Linked DNA regions of Athene noctua: region 2 is linked to region 1. Evidence: chromatin contacts called from public Hi-C data. All regions are on one chromosome and are shown on one strand. Each heading gives the region's core, a stretch centred on a gene start, on an enhancer-like site or on the middle of the called end of the contact. The rest is flanking DNA. Distances are from core to core; before and after follow the strand shown.

What was found. Hi-C and Micro-C count contacts between places; a contact is called where the count stands out from the background.
Region 2: a contact with region 1 is called in a Hi-C map of heart, with 4 times the contacts expected there. The contact joins the promoter of CHST14 here to the promoter of CCDC9B in region 1. A contact is called at or near these places in 2 of 2 Hi-C or Micro-C datasets (heart and liver).

What each region holds. Positions count from the first base shown.
Region 1 is chr14:11,629,301-11,636,947 of bAthNoc1.hap1.1, reverse strand. CCDC9B (coiled-coil domain containing 9B) reads left to right here and starts at 4,136. Exons shown (of 13, transcript XM_074918502.1): 1 at 4,136-4,289. The coding sequence starts at 4,269.
Region 2 is chr14:11,772,474-11,780,120 of bAthNoc1.hap1.1, reverse strand. CHST14 (carbohydrate sulfotransferase 14) reads right to left here and starts at 3,793. Exons shown (of 2, transcript XM_074918003.1): 1 at 2,573-3,793; 2 at 1,468-1,789. The coding sequence starts at 3,657. The coding sequence ends at 1,633.

The sequences.
Region 1 (7,647 bases), core at 2,887-5,386:
GATACATTTAAAAATGGATGTCTCAGCAGTCCTTTGATCCCTGGGAGTCTCTGCAACTAAAGCCCATTTAAGGTTTCTGGCTGGTCCCTCCTCCCAGGCTGAGGCACACGCAGACCTTCCTCCTGGCTGGCCCGAGGAAGTGCCTCAAACGCATTTTCGTCCCGCAGTTGCAGCTGGCTGAAGGACCAGCGCGGAGGTAAGCAAGGAAGGGAAAGGAGGAGTTTGCGTATCGCAGGGCATTCTGCTCGGTGGTTGATATGAAAGATGCCTCCGGGCTGCTGGAAACTCCTCTTTGATATTCTGCGTGTTCCCATCCCTCCCTCCATCCCACAGGCCTGGAGAGGGATGGTTCTGCTCCGGAGCCTCAGGCAGCGTGACCTGCTCAGGGCAGCGTGCGGGAGTGGTGCTGAAATCGGCCACGCCGCTCACTGCAGCCCCGATGCACCATCTAAAAGCAGCCCCCCAAAAGGGCCGGCTGCGCGCTCGGCAGCCGTTCCCAACTTCTCCCAGCAGTTACCGAGTGCCATCTGTTGACTAAAGAGCGGTCGTGCAAAAAATGGAGCCAAGCCAAGATGAAGATGGGTGAAGTGCACTTGGGAAAAGTGGCAGCATGGCACTGAGTGGCTTTGGAGGAGTTTCACAGAGTGCAAAAGGAAAGGAGGGTTCCAAGCCAAGGCGGTTCCTGCTGGTGGAAGGGCTGATAAAGGGATGCCAGGAATGCTGTTCAGGGCAGTCAGGTTTGGGTTTATTGAGGAATCAGATTCTTTCCTTCAGCCTTTGTGTAAGGCAGAGAAGTCTTGCTGTCAAAATGTGGGGTAATACTTTCTGCCAGCTGCTGAATGCTGTCCTGCAGCGGGGACGACTCCTCTCAGGGATGGTTCTTTGTGCTGAAACTGAGAGGGAGAGGCTTTGCAGGGCGCAGCCAGAAAAAGGAACTGTTTCAAAATTACGAGCTCAAAATGGACAAGTCCTTGCTCTGATTTCCTTCCTTTGTCCCAGAAAAATCTGCAGCAAACTTTACCCTGAGTGGGGAGCAGGCGCTCCGAGCAGGCAGCTGGGGGCTGTGCCTCAGGGAGGTCAGCCGAGCCCCTGCGTGGCACAGCCCCAGCAGGGCAACGCAGCAAAAACACCCTTATGTCCTCAATTCCTCCAGCTTTCAGGCTTTCCTGAAGTCAAGCTGCTGTTCGCTTCAGGAACTGCCCCTTCAGGGGCTGCCAACAGTCAGCAAGTGCTCATAGATCCTCTTTCCATAAGGTAGAAACTGCAGAGCCAACCTGGGGTATCTACATTGGGTACACCCCAAGGCTTCTGTGCTGAGCAGGCTTCCGAGGTGGCACAAGCCAGTCCACAGCAGCCAGAGCCCAATAGAGAGCCCAGAATCAGGCCATTCTGCCTCTTAAAGGTCTTCTGGCAATATTAGAAGAATAAAGAGATTAACTCTAGGGGTGGTGGACAAATTCCTGAGTGAGTAACAAAGCTCATTTCTCCAAACGTCCTTCCTGTTGGCCATGGGTGTGATATACACCCACTGGCTGAAGCACTCTGTCAGGTTGCTGTGTGCTGGGAAATAGCTGCCACCAGCTGCCTGAGAGAGCAGCAGGGATGTGCTCCAGCCACCAATGTGGGGGTGCTCATGTGGACAGGACTCAGTGTGTCCTGAGGTCCTGCAGGACTCCCAGATTCCCAAGCATCCAGCACAGCCTTCTCACCGCAGCAGGATACCATCTTTGGCTCCTGCCCTTCCCAAGTGGCAGACCTCTGGGTGCTGGTGCTCCCTGGTGCCAGGAGGATGGTCCCAGAGCCTTGCCCTTACCCCAAGGCAGGCACAGACCCCATGGGAAGGCCATGCTAATCCTGGGATGACACTGCACTTAAATCACATCAGAGTTCCTGGCAGTTCGGAGCAAGCCCTCGAGCTGAGGACAGCCGCAGTGTTATTCAACCCTTTCTGGCCATGACACCAGGAATAAGCAAATATATGTGCATGCATATAATCCCACAAATCTCAGCATATTTATAAGGTTCTGCTGTCTAAATCCTGTGAGAGTCCCAAGAGCACAAACAGGTCCCCAAACCAGCCTGTTCTGCCCCACTGCTGAAGCTGCAGATGCTGCTTGCTTGACTGGGTCCTTTTGCCCCTGGGTTTCTGTGTCTGCAGTGTTAACTGAGCATTCATTGGCCTCAGATGACGATGCAGAAGTAGATGTTTGTTATTTATGTCATTCAGACATGGCAAAGGACAGCTGAGAAATGTCAGTTCTTTGTGTTTTGGGCAATGGAGTGGCCAACACTGCCCTGGAGGGAACTGTAGCTCTCCAGAGACATTAGCAAAGGTAAAGGTATTTTAGGGCTCTTCATGCCTGCTCATGGCCCTGCTCATTGCTGGAAGAGCTTGGCCACACCCCTGGTAGCCGCAGAGACCTAGGATGCCGTGGCTCTGAGGTCTGTAGAAACTCCTTGAGAGCACTTAGCTTAAGCCTTGACAACTTGGGCAGGACATGGTCCCCTTGCTGCGATCCCTGGGTAGCACAATGGAGCCACGGCATGTGGTGTTTACCCCACCCTGTGCAAAGAACTGGGGATAATGGGGGGGGGGGGTCCTGTGTTAACCTGGACCCGGCCGCTGGCAGCATGCGCAGACTCCTCTAGCCCAGGAACACGGCACCCTGCAAACGGGGTAATGCACCGTCGCTGGAAAAAGTGTTTCCATGAACACTGACCCCCTGGCTCAGCCCTGCAGCATCCCTGCAGCCCTGCGGCCGCCAGCCCCACCAAAACCAGGCCACCCCTCCGCCCCACCAAGGGACTGTGCCAGCCTGGAAACCCAAAGCAGCAGCATGTTCTCAGGGCAAGAAAAAGCCCCACACGGCTCCAGACCTCCTGCACAGGCTTTTCCCTCACAAACCTGTTGACAAGCACTTGGCCTCTGCCAAAGTGTCTTCTTCCCAGTTTTCCATCCATAGTAGAGTCTTAATTTCCTTCATTGAGTCTGAATCCAGAGGCACTGCCTGGGAAATGGCTTCAGCTTCCTTTCATCATTTGAGTAGCTACTAATTAATATGGGTCAGCCTTTCCCTCTAAGCGCTTTTACTGAGCCATGCTTCCAGCTCCTTTAATGCCTTAACCATGATCTCCAAGAGCTGGAGTTATGTGCAGAGGAGGGGCCAGACTCAGAGTTCTTCAAAATCTTTTGAAGGCTTCCCTTGAACCAGGCTGGATTTTGGGTTGAACTTCTTGGATTTTGTCAGCCGTTGAGCTCCTCAAAAGTCTTAGAGGGGATAGGTACTAGCAGTGGGCCTTCTTGTTTATTTTACCATATGAATGTAGCAGGACCCTCATTAAGGTTGGGGTGTGCATTGGTCCTTGGGCAACGAAATATTCCCCTATGTGCCGCCATCTCCTGTTTGCCTCTTGCTCGAGGTGGGTCCCACGGAGGTTGGGGGGCAAGCAGCCAGCCTGCATTGAGGAGGACATAGCACACAGCCAGGACGCAGCGCTGAGATAAGGGTCTGAGTGTGGCAGCCCGCGATGCAGCAGCTGAATGCTGCCCCCATTCTCCCAAAGCCCCGCTACTTGTGACTCTTCTGGGGGTCATTTTGGCAGTTTTCGGATGGGGACTTATGGGGAGTCATCTCCTTTGACTGTGTGGTTTCTGTTGGTCATGGTGCCAGCTGGTAATGCCCGCCCCACAGCATTGCTCTGCTCCCACCCTGAAAGAAAGGCGCGTTTTAAAAGCTGGGAAATCATTCCTAGAGAATACTGAAATTAAACAGAAAAAGGCAAATCCAGCACTTGTTTTCCCCTGACGGCTCACGCACATACTCGCACTCACAAGACATTCAGGACCCCAGATACTTTCCCGATCCCCCGCCAGGCGTGCAACTAGCCATGCATAACAAATAACACGACCCTGTGAATGGCCACGAAGTGAAGTCAAGCTGTTTGCCTGATCCATTTTTCATTGTTCGCCTGGCTTTTCCCACTTTGAACGAGGGCTTGTGGCATCAGGAAGTTAAAAGGAGTCAGGAGGGGGGAAAAGGGGGAGTGTTTCTTTTAAAAAGAGAGTGAGATTGGAGAGGAGGACACAGGCACTCAAAACCCTGTCTGTGCTTGGTATATTAGGCAGCCAGTGCTCTTGGCTGGGAGCCCAGACGAGGCTTTTGTAATCAAAACATGATCTTGTATGCTGTGCAACCAGTGCTGAGAAAGGCCGTCTGATGGCTCTCCTCTTTTAGCTCTGCTCTGGAATCTGCTGGGCTTCGCTGCCGATGTCCAACATGCACCGAGCTGTGAGTGCTGCCTTTGTGGGGCCTGGGAGGGGCGCGGGGCGGTGGGGTCCCTCACCCAAAAAGCCCACGGAAGGACTCTCACTCGATTCCTTCAGGGTGGCCTTTCGGTGGTTGTCGCTTTGTTGTTTTTTTTCCTTGCCTGGCTGCCAGCAGGCACGGGGAGCAAACAAGCCGTACTGTGTCGGCGGGGGGGTGCTGGGGGTGTGTGTGTGGGTTTTGGGTGCTGGGGTTTACCCGTCCGTCGCAGGGGCAGGTTGTGGTGGCTGGCTCAGGACAATGTGCCTCCCAGGAGGGTGGGAGGCCGGGGCAGACAGCAAACAGAAACCCAGGCAGTGCTGGATGGTGCCTATCCCGGCAAGGGTTTCAGCTGCAGCTGTCAAGCCAGAGGATATTTCTTAAAAAGAGCGGATGCATTTGCTTACGCAGAAGCGTGTTAGCTGAGGGCCCCGGTCCCCTCTCTTCTTCCCTCCCCCCCACCTTCTGTCTTTCTCGCTTTTCCAACCCTGCTGCCTCCGAGGTCTCTCGCTGTAGAAGCAGGCGATCGTAGAAGTATGTGGGAAAACACTGCACACAGAGACAGTCTGGAGCAAGGCGTCCCTCCAGCCCCCGATGAGCTGCGTAGCAAGTGTGTGTGCCACTTAGGAGTGGGGGTATGACAGGACGAGATGTCGTCATTTAATTGAAGCACGAAGCCACTAGCTTTCCATTTCTCCTTTTGTGACAGTTTTATTTGCGAGAGAAAGAGGCCTCTCATTCTGCAGCTTCCTTGCTCTGCCTTGCTATCTAGGAGGCATCGGGCTCGGCTGCTGATTCAAAGCCATTGCACGTTTGTTCTGCCAAAGCCATTTATAACTCTCCGGTCGCTGTGACATACGGGCACCTTGACTCCCCGGAAGAGCTTTACTCCGGGGAGGGCACGGTGTAGCCACTTTTCATCCTGGGCATCAGCTTCAGCATGGGCTGGGGCGGCGAGTTGGTTCCAGAAGCGGAGGAGAGGGCACGTCCCCCTGTTAGTGGCTGGCTCGCAGTGGTGGCTGACGAGCAAACGCTGACTTGGCTGAACCATACAATGGGTGAGCCCCTGCGAGCTGGTGCGTGGGCTCTAAACGCCGCTCGGCGCTTCTGCGTGCAGCGGGCTGCTCTGTGGCCTCGGGGTGTGCGGGCAGCAGACCACTCTCATCCGCAGCTCCCCAGACTGCGCAGAGAGAAATACCTGAATGGCTTCATTAATAAAGGGGAGAAGTGCTGAATACCAGCAAAACTTTCCTCCCAGTGACTTGTTTCCAGCTGGAAATGGAAAGACCCCCCCTCCCCCCAGCACGAGCTGTGTTGCAACGTAGACAAAATGCTGACAAATGTGCAGTCTTGCGCAGAGAGGGAGAATGGCCTGACAGGTCCTTTCCATCTTTCGCCTTTGAAAAAAGAAGAGCACAAATACAATCTCTGCAGGAATTTTTAAATTCTTCCTGAGCCGGCAGTTCTGTCAGTGCCCCTTCAAAGGAATTGGAAGATGAAAGGGGTGTGTTTGAGGGCATACACCACTTTGATCCCACCCTCAAGCAGCCAACACCCCAGCACTCGGCAAACAGCGAACCTGCCAATTTAGTGCTCAGAGAATAGCTTCTGTTCAGGTAAACACTGAATTCGTCTTTAATCAGCCTTGCAAATGGCCATGAAAGTGTATCCACCCACATATACAGTCTACTCACCTGTCGCGTAGCCGGTTGATTGATGGAAATGGAAAATCGTGTTTCATTCTCCCACAGACCTTGACAAAATCCCATTGTCCAGCAGGAGAGCGTGTGGAGGCGGTTTAAATGTCCCTGTTGTTCCACCTGAACACAAATGCATGCCTGTGTCCTGGCAGAGTGGCCCTCAGCAAGGGCTGGTAAATCAGCACCAATAAAATAACCCTCACTGAGGAGGCAAGTGAAGATGCGCTTCGGCAGATCTGAGATCTGCTTTAGCAAACCGGTTCCCCTGCCTCTCCCCTCTCTTGTCTCTGACATCCAGCCCACCTCCTCTGTGATGCTATCACATTTTCAACCTTTAGTCCCTTTTCGCCAAAGAACATTACGCACGCAGACTTCTCCCTCCATCCATGGCCCTGTTCTTTGCAGATCAAGCACAGATCTGCCTGACGGGAGCTAAAATGTCATTAACTTTGGGGGGTTTTTCATGTAAAGCCCTGGAAAGGAAGACTGAGCATTGCAGGCATGTGCGGTGATTCAGCAGCTGGATCCCTTCCTTTGAAGACGAGCGCTGGCTGGGCACACGGGATGATTTGCAGCCCTGGTTCCCAGGAGGCCTGTGATGCTTTTGGAAGAGCAGTGGTGCTAACCCCTGGCTGAATTCCCACGCACTACCTAGAATTATTTTCTGAAGGGCCAGATGATCAAATGTGCCCACATTCTCACTCGATGTCCACCTCCCAGGTAGTGAAAACCTTCCCGTGTTAAGGACGTAATTCCTGCAGCTCATCTAAAATCTTGTGCTTTCAAATGGGCAGAATATCCCCATCCTGGCAAAGTTCTACATGACACACAAAAATCAAAGCTCAGGTTCCCAGCACCTTAATTGTGCCTTGTTTGATGCACTGGCACGCTATAAACACATACATCTGCAGGAGGTGGGAGCCCCTGTATGTCACTGGGTAGAGTTCACAAACAGGGAACATGGAGCAAAGTCAAAGGCTTTCCCTCCCCTGGGCTACCACAGCTCTTTACTCTTTGCCGTCGAGCCTTGGGCTTTCACTGTGTGTTGGCTCAGTTTAAGAAGGGCTGTGTTTGACAGCACCCCTCCATCCCCTCTGCCAGACCTCCACTGCTCCAATTTTGTCTCTGGTGACCTACTTAGGACCAGGCAAAAGGCACCTGAGGTCTGTGGGAGAAACCCTCCCTTCCCAGGAGAAGGGCTTTGCAAGCCCGTTGGCTACCGCTGGAGGCCAGACCCTGGGGAGCCTGGCTGCCTGAGTCACCGCCGGCACGAAGGCTCCCAGGGCATGGCGGGTGTCAGACCCAGATCCCGTGTCCCCAGCTGCTGTGGCTGGCCCCTGACAGATCCTTCCCTGAAGGAGGTCACACCTGCTATGTCATGATTAATGAAGGAAAAGCCCCTCTTGCCTCTGCAGAAGCTCTTCCCAGATTTGAATGCTCCGGAGCCTGCAGTGGGGGATGCTCCTGGGGCTTTTGATCTTGGGATGGGCACAGTCGGGAGCTGTTGGCCCTGGAGAAGCGAGGGCAGCAGAAATACTCACTTGCAGGGAGGTGGTGGTGATTCACTCACGCGAAAATGGGAAAACCGACAGTTGTCTTGAAGGTCTTGGTGTTTTAATGAGGAATTTGACAGGAAGCCAACA
Region 2 (7,647 bases), core at 2,544-5,043, 140 kb before region 1:
ATGAAGTACCGCTAATGGAAAGCTAATTGATTTTTCATATTTGCTGACTTGCAGCAAAGTGGTAAGAAAATCAAAGATAGTCGTAACCTCGATCAAGTAAGAGAAATAAGCTTTAGAGGTACATGACAAAATGCCCCCTGCTTCAGCTTTTAGGAGACTTTTCCACGTTCCATACATTTTTGCCAGGTACAGGACAAACTTCTACCCAAGCTATGAGGTTTTGCAGGTTTTGTCTGCATCAAAAGCCTCCTTACAGGAGGGGACATGGAGGTGGGAAGCTGTTTGCTTTTATTTAAAGAGAAGGTGATTAATGACAACCAGCAGAGGAGTAAGAGACAGTCAAAGAAAAGCGAAATCTTTCTGTGTGCAATAAATTAGATTAAGGGGACAAGAGACAAAAATTTTAATATAGAGAACAGAAGCTGCAGCAGATAAATAAGTGGCATAAACCTTTAAAACTACTGAGAAATAAACATTTAATTAAAAACCCAACTGCTAAACAAGCAGGAAGCGTTCCCTCCGCTTCACAAGAGCAGATAAAGATAGCAAAGTCTAACCAGCTCATCTCTAGTTAGAGACCTGAAGGTCAGGCTTAATTAAAACTCAGACCACCCCACATCAGCATCAGTTTTACAAAATACAATCAGATTCCCAGCGGGTATCTGGCGCTTTTGGCTGGAGAAAAAGAGAGTGCTCCAGCTCTTCCAGCACTGGGCACCAAACATTCCTGTGTTGTCACTAAAATCACTGGGGACAGACAGAAATTCTGCAGGTTTCAGACCGGGCACAAGGAGAGCAAAGCCAACTTCTAACCCATTTTTTGTACAGGGTAGGTGGCCGCAGAGGCGAGGATGCAGCCAGGAGCTGAAGGCCACAAACGCGCCCGTCACTGCTCTTGTGCCTGGCCACGATCTCATCAGGAAAGGTAAAAAAAAAAAAAAAAAAAAAAAAAAAAATCACTCAAACTTTGCTGGGCTACTGATCTCAGCAGCAGGAGATGGGTGATTTCACCAGGAGTTTATAGATAGAGTAAACCTATTACGTTACTTAAGTCATGCTCTAAGCAGGATTTTTCATCCCACCACTTTGAGGTTGAGTGGATGTGGCTCCATGCCCTCCTTTCAGACACTCACAAATCAAGCAGGAAACCATCCGCTCCCTGCAGTATCTAAATCCATCCCTACTGCCCTGTATCAACTCCACGGCAATTAGGTGCCTACTTTGCTGCTGACTGCTGCTTTTCATCCCACTGCCCATCACGTAATTGTCTCCTAATTCAGTGTAGATGCATTTCTTTCTCCACTCGTTACCTCTGCTCTGGCACTGAAAACACAAATTCATCAAGGCAGGAACTGCCAATTCATCATACTTCCACACCATGGCTTAGCACAAGAGGCAGAAAGCCTCCCCAAGGTTGCAAATAAACACTACCATCGAAGGAAAAGCACCAAGCAACAGACTGATTCATATAAAAACTTTATTAGGAACGAGGACACAGCCTCCCAGGAACAACATCCAACATTATCTCCCAAACTTTTACAATTTATCAGCCGTAATTAAATACAAGTAGCTATAAAAATGGTGTGCACACCTATATAAAAAGGGAGAACTAATCCTCAAGTCACCATTGGTTCAAAACATGGAGAAAGTAATTTTCCACGGTGGTTTGCACGCGCGTGGGCACACAGACACCCACAGAGGCTGTGAGCTGCCCTGGCACGGGTGGGGGTTTTGGTGCTTTCCATCACAGGAACCAGGCTGGGTTTTGGTCTTCCCAGAGTCTGTATTGCTTTAATCCAGAGAGAAAGAGAGAGAAGAGCAAAGTGTTATGGCTTGATATTGCACCTGATATGGTATGCTGGGTAAATAGTTGGTACTTTTGAATCTTAAAATCACACAAAAGTGAATATTATCCTATCACTAGTTTTATTTCAATGGTAAATAATAATAATTAATAATAGTAATAAAAACAAGAGGTGCTACTGTTAACAGAAAAAAGACCAACCTCATTTAACCGCCATCTACAGATGAGAAAACAAAGGATAAATAGGGCCTAGTTTATAAAAACCTTTTCTTCTACTCATACCCCAAAAAATAACTCCTGTCTAATCCAGCACCAGTTTTAACACCGCTAATTTTTAGCGCATCAACCACCATATTGTTAATAGCACATCAACTGCTATATTATGATTGCATACTATTTAGTACAAAACACAAAAAAGGAGGAAAAAATACTTAAAATATATGTTTCTCAATTTCCTTATGGATGTCTTCCATATTGTGCCATAACAAAGAATTTAAAGCAAAATAGATATACAAAAGCTACTGTGCTCAAGTCAGCGGCATATGTACACATTAAAATCAAAACAATACAAAAAGTATTCTAGTAGCAAAGGCAATATATAATATTTTATATAAAACAGAGTCTGAGAAGTATAAAATTAGGAAATAATGCATAGAAGAGTGTGTTTCACAGGCCCTGCAGCAATGTGTTGTTCGCAGCAACGGCTGCATGAGCAAATCCTTGCAGTGTAGGCAGAATTCACACCAGAGCCCGACATGAACAACTCACTGCCTGCAGAATTCGCTGGTTATGTTGGGAAGGGGGTAGGCAAAGAGGGAGAAATCCAGGATGTATTTTTGTAACAGCTCTTTTAACAGCCGGCGTTGCGTGTTGCACAGGTAGTAATGGAGCGTTTCTGCCGTCACGGGCTTGTACCACGACTGCCGTTCGGGGAAGCGGATGAAGGAGGGCGACTGGACTCGCTCGAGGACGTAGTCGGCATCGGCGTTCAGGCGCTCGTAGGAGCCGATGAAGTCATACCTGACGGCGCAGGGCTGGCAGAGGTTGTAGATGGGCATCCAGTGCTCGTTCATCCTCTCCACCTCCTCGTCCAGCAGATACCGGAGAAATTCAGAGAAAGTCACGTCGTCACCGGCCGAACTCCCCCCGTTCTTCCGGTACCGCCTGACGATCTCCACGCCGTACTTCTGCTGATACTCCTTAATCTCCCCAAACTTATTCCGGTAGGCCGAGAGCAGCCTCTCCACCGGGTTCCGCACGAAGATGAACTTGTAGTAGTTCTTCAGGCGATAGCTGATCTCGTCTGGCCTCATGTCCCCCAGGAACACCAGGTCGCTCTTGTGGTCCATCTTCAGCTTGACGTCGACGCTCTCCAGCGCCCCGTCCAGCACCTTCAGGATGCGCTTCCAGTTGGAGCAGGCCACCTTGGGCACGTAGCAGTACAAGAAGCGGTACTTGTCGCTGACCAGGAGGTGCCGGAGGACCGTCCGCCGCTGCCCGGCCGGCAGCTCCCAGACGCTGCGGGGCATGGCCGGCTGCCCGCAGACGGCGCGGATCGTCCGGTTGCGGATGTCCCGCAGCACCTCGGATTCCAGGTCGCCGGGGCCCCCCTCACCGCCGCCGCCTCGCCGGGAGAGCTCCCCCGCCGCCGGGTGGAGCGGCAGCGGCTTCACCTCGGCCAGGATGCCCTTCTCGATCATGAGGAGCAGCCCGCTGGAGGCCAGGATCACGCCGAACATCAGCATGGAGGGCAGCAGCACCGTCCCGCCGCCCGCGCCCCGCGCCCGCGCCCGGCTGCGGCCCGCGGCTCCCGCCCGCCGGCCCTCGGCGGGGAAGGGCGGCCGGGGGAACATGGCCTCGGAGGGCTCGGGCCGCCCGCCGCCGCCTCAGCAGAGGCCGGAGCAGGGCGGGGAGGGGGGCAGCGGGGCTGGCGGCGGGGTCCCCGCTCGGCTGCCGGTGCCCTCGGCGAGGCGGGGCGGCGGCCGGCAGTGACGGCCGCGGGGGGCGGGCCGCGGGCGGCGGGAGGCGGCGGCCATTTTGCGGCGGCCCCGCCCCGCCCCGCGTCCTCCCTCACGGGGCCGGGCCGCAGCTTCTCCCGCCTCGCCCCGCGGCCCGGCCGCAGCTTCCCCCGGCCCCGGCCCCGGCCCCGGCCCCCTGCGGCGGGGAAAACGAGCCCCCGGCGGCCCCGGGGCGCGTCTAACCGCCCGCCGGTGCCAGGCACCGGCGTCAGCGCCCGGAGCAGGTACCCGAGTGCCACCCCACGCTCCCCTCTCCGCAAAACACCTTTAAAATGTAATTTAAAATACAGCCCTGCGGGGTTTGCTCGGAGTTACGGGGTGCTGCTCGCAGAAGAGCTTAACGCCGGGTGCTTCCCAGCTCCGACTTACCCCTTCTGTGGCCACGTGCAGATACAGCCGTTAATTAACCGGCTGTGGTGGGTTTTGCAGTCCTAGGCCAATCTGGCCTTAATTAGTCACCCTACGCTTTATTGCTGCGCAGTCTTGGCAGTAGAGGAGGAGATGCGAGTTACCTGCTGAGCCGAGCACAGAGCTATGCTGAGGCCGGGCCACCACCTGGAAACCAAAGGACAAGATTTCTAAAACTTTACAGGTATTTCCCCCAAGCTGCTGACTTAATTACTCCAGCTGACCCTCTCCTACCACCACCTCTGCTTCAGACAAAGCCCTCTGACCAGTCCAAGTAGCACCGAGCTGTAAGGAGCAGCTTGTCCTTAGGGCCAGGTAGGCCCGTAGCGTTAAGCCAGCCCTGAGGCTGCATTTCTACTTACAGCCCTTTCCGGAGCAGAAATCATTTCATACTGGCATTGCTCTGTGTATTTTTCTTCAATGCGTTTTCAGAGCATAGCACGGGGCTGGTGCGTCTCTGCTAGTCTTGCAGAGACTCTCTGTCAAAAGCTTTCTTAACATCAAGAGAAAAACAGCTTCCACTTGCTTTTCTTTGATCAAAAGCCAAGAGCATTTTGTCAGCCAAGGCAGACAAAGCATTTGTAGTGAAGTGCAAGAGCCTGAAGCTAGATGATTTTACATTTTACAGTTTTATTTTGATGTAAATACAGCATTAGCTCTAGGAAGAGATGGTATATTCTACTCTGCCACCAGCAGCACAGCTGTAAATCTGCACTCTGGAGCGTTATCAGATCGCTGCTCTGATTTCAGAAGGCAGGTCCAAGGATCTGATCTTGATCTCAACACCAGTGTAAACTGAAGCTGCGCCAACGTCTATAATCTGTGGCACTGAGATGAGAATCAGGCCATGGAAAGCCTTCATCTTCGAGAAAAAGACTCTGATTACAGTGAACTCCCGTATGGGCACTCATAGTGGTGCCAAAGCAGCCAAGGGACATTTTTATTTCTTAGAAGGTGAGTTAGTCTGGCACCACTTTTCCTGTTTTGTTTCTATTCACCCCTAATGTGTGTAGGTCTAGAGTAGTTCTATATGATAACAGAGTAGTTCTGAAAATCTATTCCAGACTTCTAGGAACTGCCTACGATGTCAGTGGGTTTATTTTTTTCCTGCATATGCAAGGGAGGTGTGATTTAAGGATGGGTGTGAATAGCGCAGGTATCTGGTAGGATGTGATGTCTCTATAGAGCATAGGCAAACAAACACACAGTTCCGGGGGCTATTTTGTTCACTTGCAAGGCTAAACCCCACGTCACTGAAGAAAATTAACCGTGGTTATACTGAACATGCCTATTGCTCACTCTGGGTGTTAATTAATTTGATTTTCACAGCAGTTAAAAGAAACCTCATGTTCAGAGTGTGCAAAACTACTGGAATATATTTCACAGACAGATCCATTTCTTTGGAAAAGGTACATTTAGAAAATAAAGTAGGAAGGAAGGAAACCCAACTTTAGGCTCCTGTGGTTTGCCTACAAGTTTATACTACCAACCAGAAGCGATGGAAGTGTTTAGTTCTTTATAACAGACACACAAGGAGGATTTCTATAATTCACAGCCCTTTTCAAGGTGCTTTCCAACACCACCACTTACCTTTGTCACTTTATTCCAAGCAGCTGAAGGCAAACCCACCTTGTTTTGCCCCTGTTACAGGAACCATGCAGGAGCTGGACGTGGAAGAGAAGGCTTGGTGAGGACAGCATCCCACGGATCCCAAGGCAGCTGTGGGCCTGGGGGGGGCGTGGGGGTGGGGAAGAGCCTTGCAGACGTGCTGTTTCATCTAACTGGTCTGCTGGGGCACTCCGGACAAACTTTGATGCTCATTTCTGCATCAAATACCTGCAAAATACTGCAGGTATTTCTGCTTTAGTCACCCTCTGCCCAGCCCAGCCCATGATGACTAGCCACAACAAACTGATGTTATCACCGGAGCTTGCCAGAGCACGTAGAGCATCGTGTTAAAAACCGCCTTCAACGTGGTCTGAAACAAAGTGTCCCAACTTACTCCGATGTAAAATTTGAGAATCTTTAAGTGTGGAAAAGCGAAGGGACAGAGACATCTGCAGCAGCTGTACAAACCCACACCTCCTGTAACTTGGACAGTGCGCGGTGCTCTGTCCCCCACACCAGCAGCACTTGTAACCCGGCACAGGGGAACCTTCTCGCTCCACCTGCACGGTTGATGCCTGGGCAGACAGGCAGGCCCAAACCTAGCTGTTGTTACTATATACGGGTAAATCCTGGCCTGCACCTTTTACCCATAGGAATCCTGAAACCCCTATAAACAGTGTGGAAGAGACACCTATTCGCCACCTTAAGTCACAGGAAATTGTTTGCATCCCGTGGGCACACACAGCTCCAGGGAACAAGGGAAACCTGTGAAGCCTGGCCCAGGGAGATGCTTGATCAGATCTGAAGGTGATCCCCAGCTACCTGGGGCTGTAGCAGCAGCCTCTTCCCCACAGTTATTTCTTACAGGTATAGAGGGAGGATTTCTGTAACTCACAGTTCTTTCAACATGCTTTCAAAGCCCAACACTTGTCTTTGCCATCGCAGCAGCAGACCTCTACCCCCAGGTAACTACCAGCTGGTGTTGAACAATCCTCTAGGCCTTTTCCTCACTGCTAACTCGCATGAGCAACATGATTTATTACTATTATACACATTGTGATACTACATGTGTTACACTGAGTTAGTCTCCCCGCACCATCGATGTGGGGCACACCCAGATTTAAAGCAGGCTGCAGAAGTCAGCCTTGGCTATCAGAAGTGGTGGTCTAATAAGGAAAGTGCCAATTCCTAGAGGGGATGGAGGAAAAAGACCAAGGGATACCCCTGTCCTTTCAGCTCAGAGTGGAGTTGGACACTGACTGTTGTCACGAGCGCTGCCATGTGCCCTACCAAGGGCTCTGCTGGGTAAGATCAGATATTTACTTTGGTCTGAGAAACTGCAAAAAGGAAGAATGCATGAGCCTCTGTGAAAAGCTCAGCAAGAGAAAGGAGGTTTCTGTGTAGAACAACAGTTTGAGCTGATGCCAACTTTCCAAACAAGCAACGGGACAGCAACTCCCAACACAGGCAAACAAGACCCTTTGGGTCTGAGCAGCTCTGGGACAGAAAGTGAAACAAGCAGAGGAAGATGATGTGATGTTGTGGCTGCGTGTCTAGAGATTATCCAGTAATTTAGTATAATAAAGCCTCTTAACCAAGTGGAAAAGTGTAGCAGCCATTTCACAGTCAGCTCGCTATGCAAGGCAGAGTTTCTTATCTCTAGGAAAAAAAAAAAGTCTTCTTAAAGTCAAACGTGCTGGATGAATATGCTAAATAATGCAGGGGAGATTGTTGTGATAGGCTCAGTCCACCTCCTTCATAACAAAAATCACTATTTCAAAGAAAATGTAGCGCTGACAGATCTGCTTA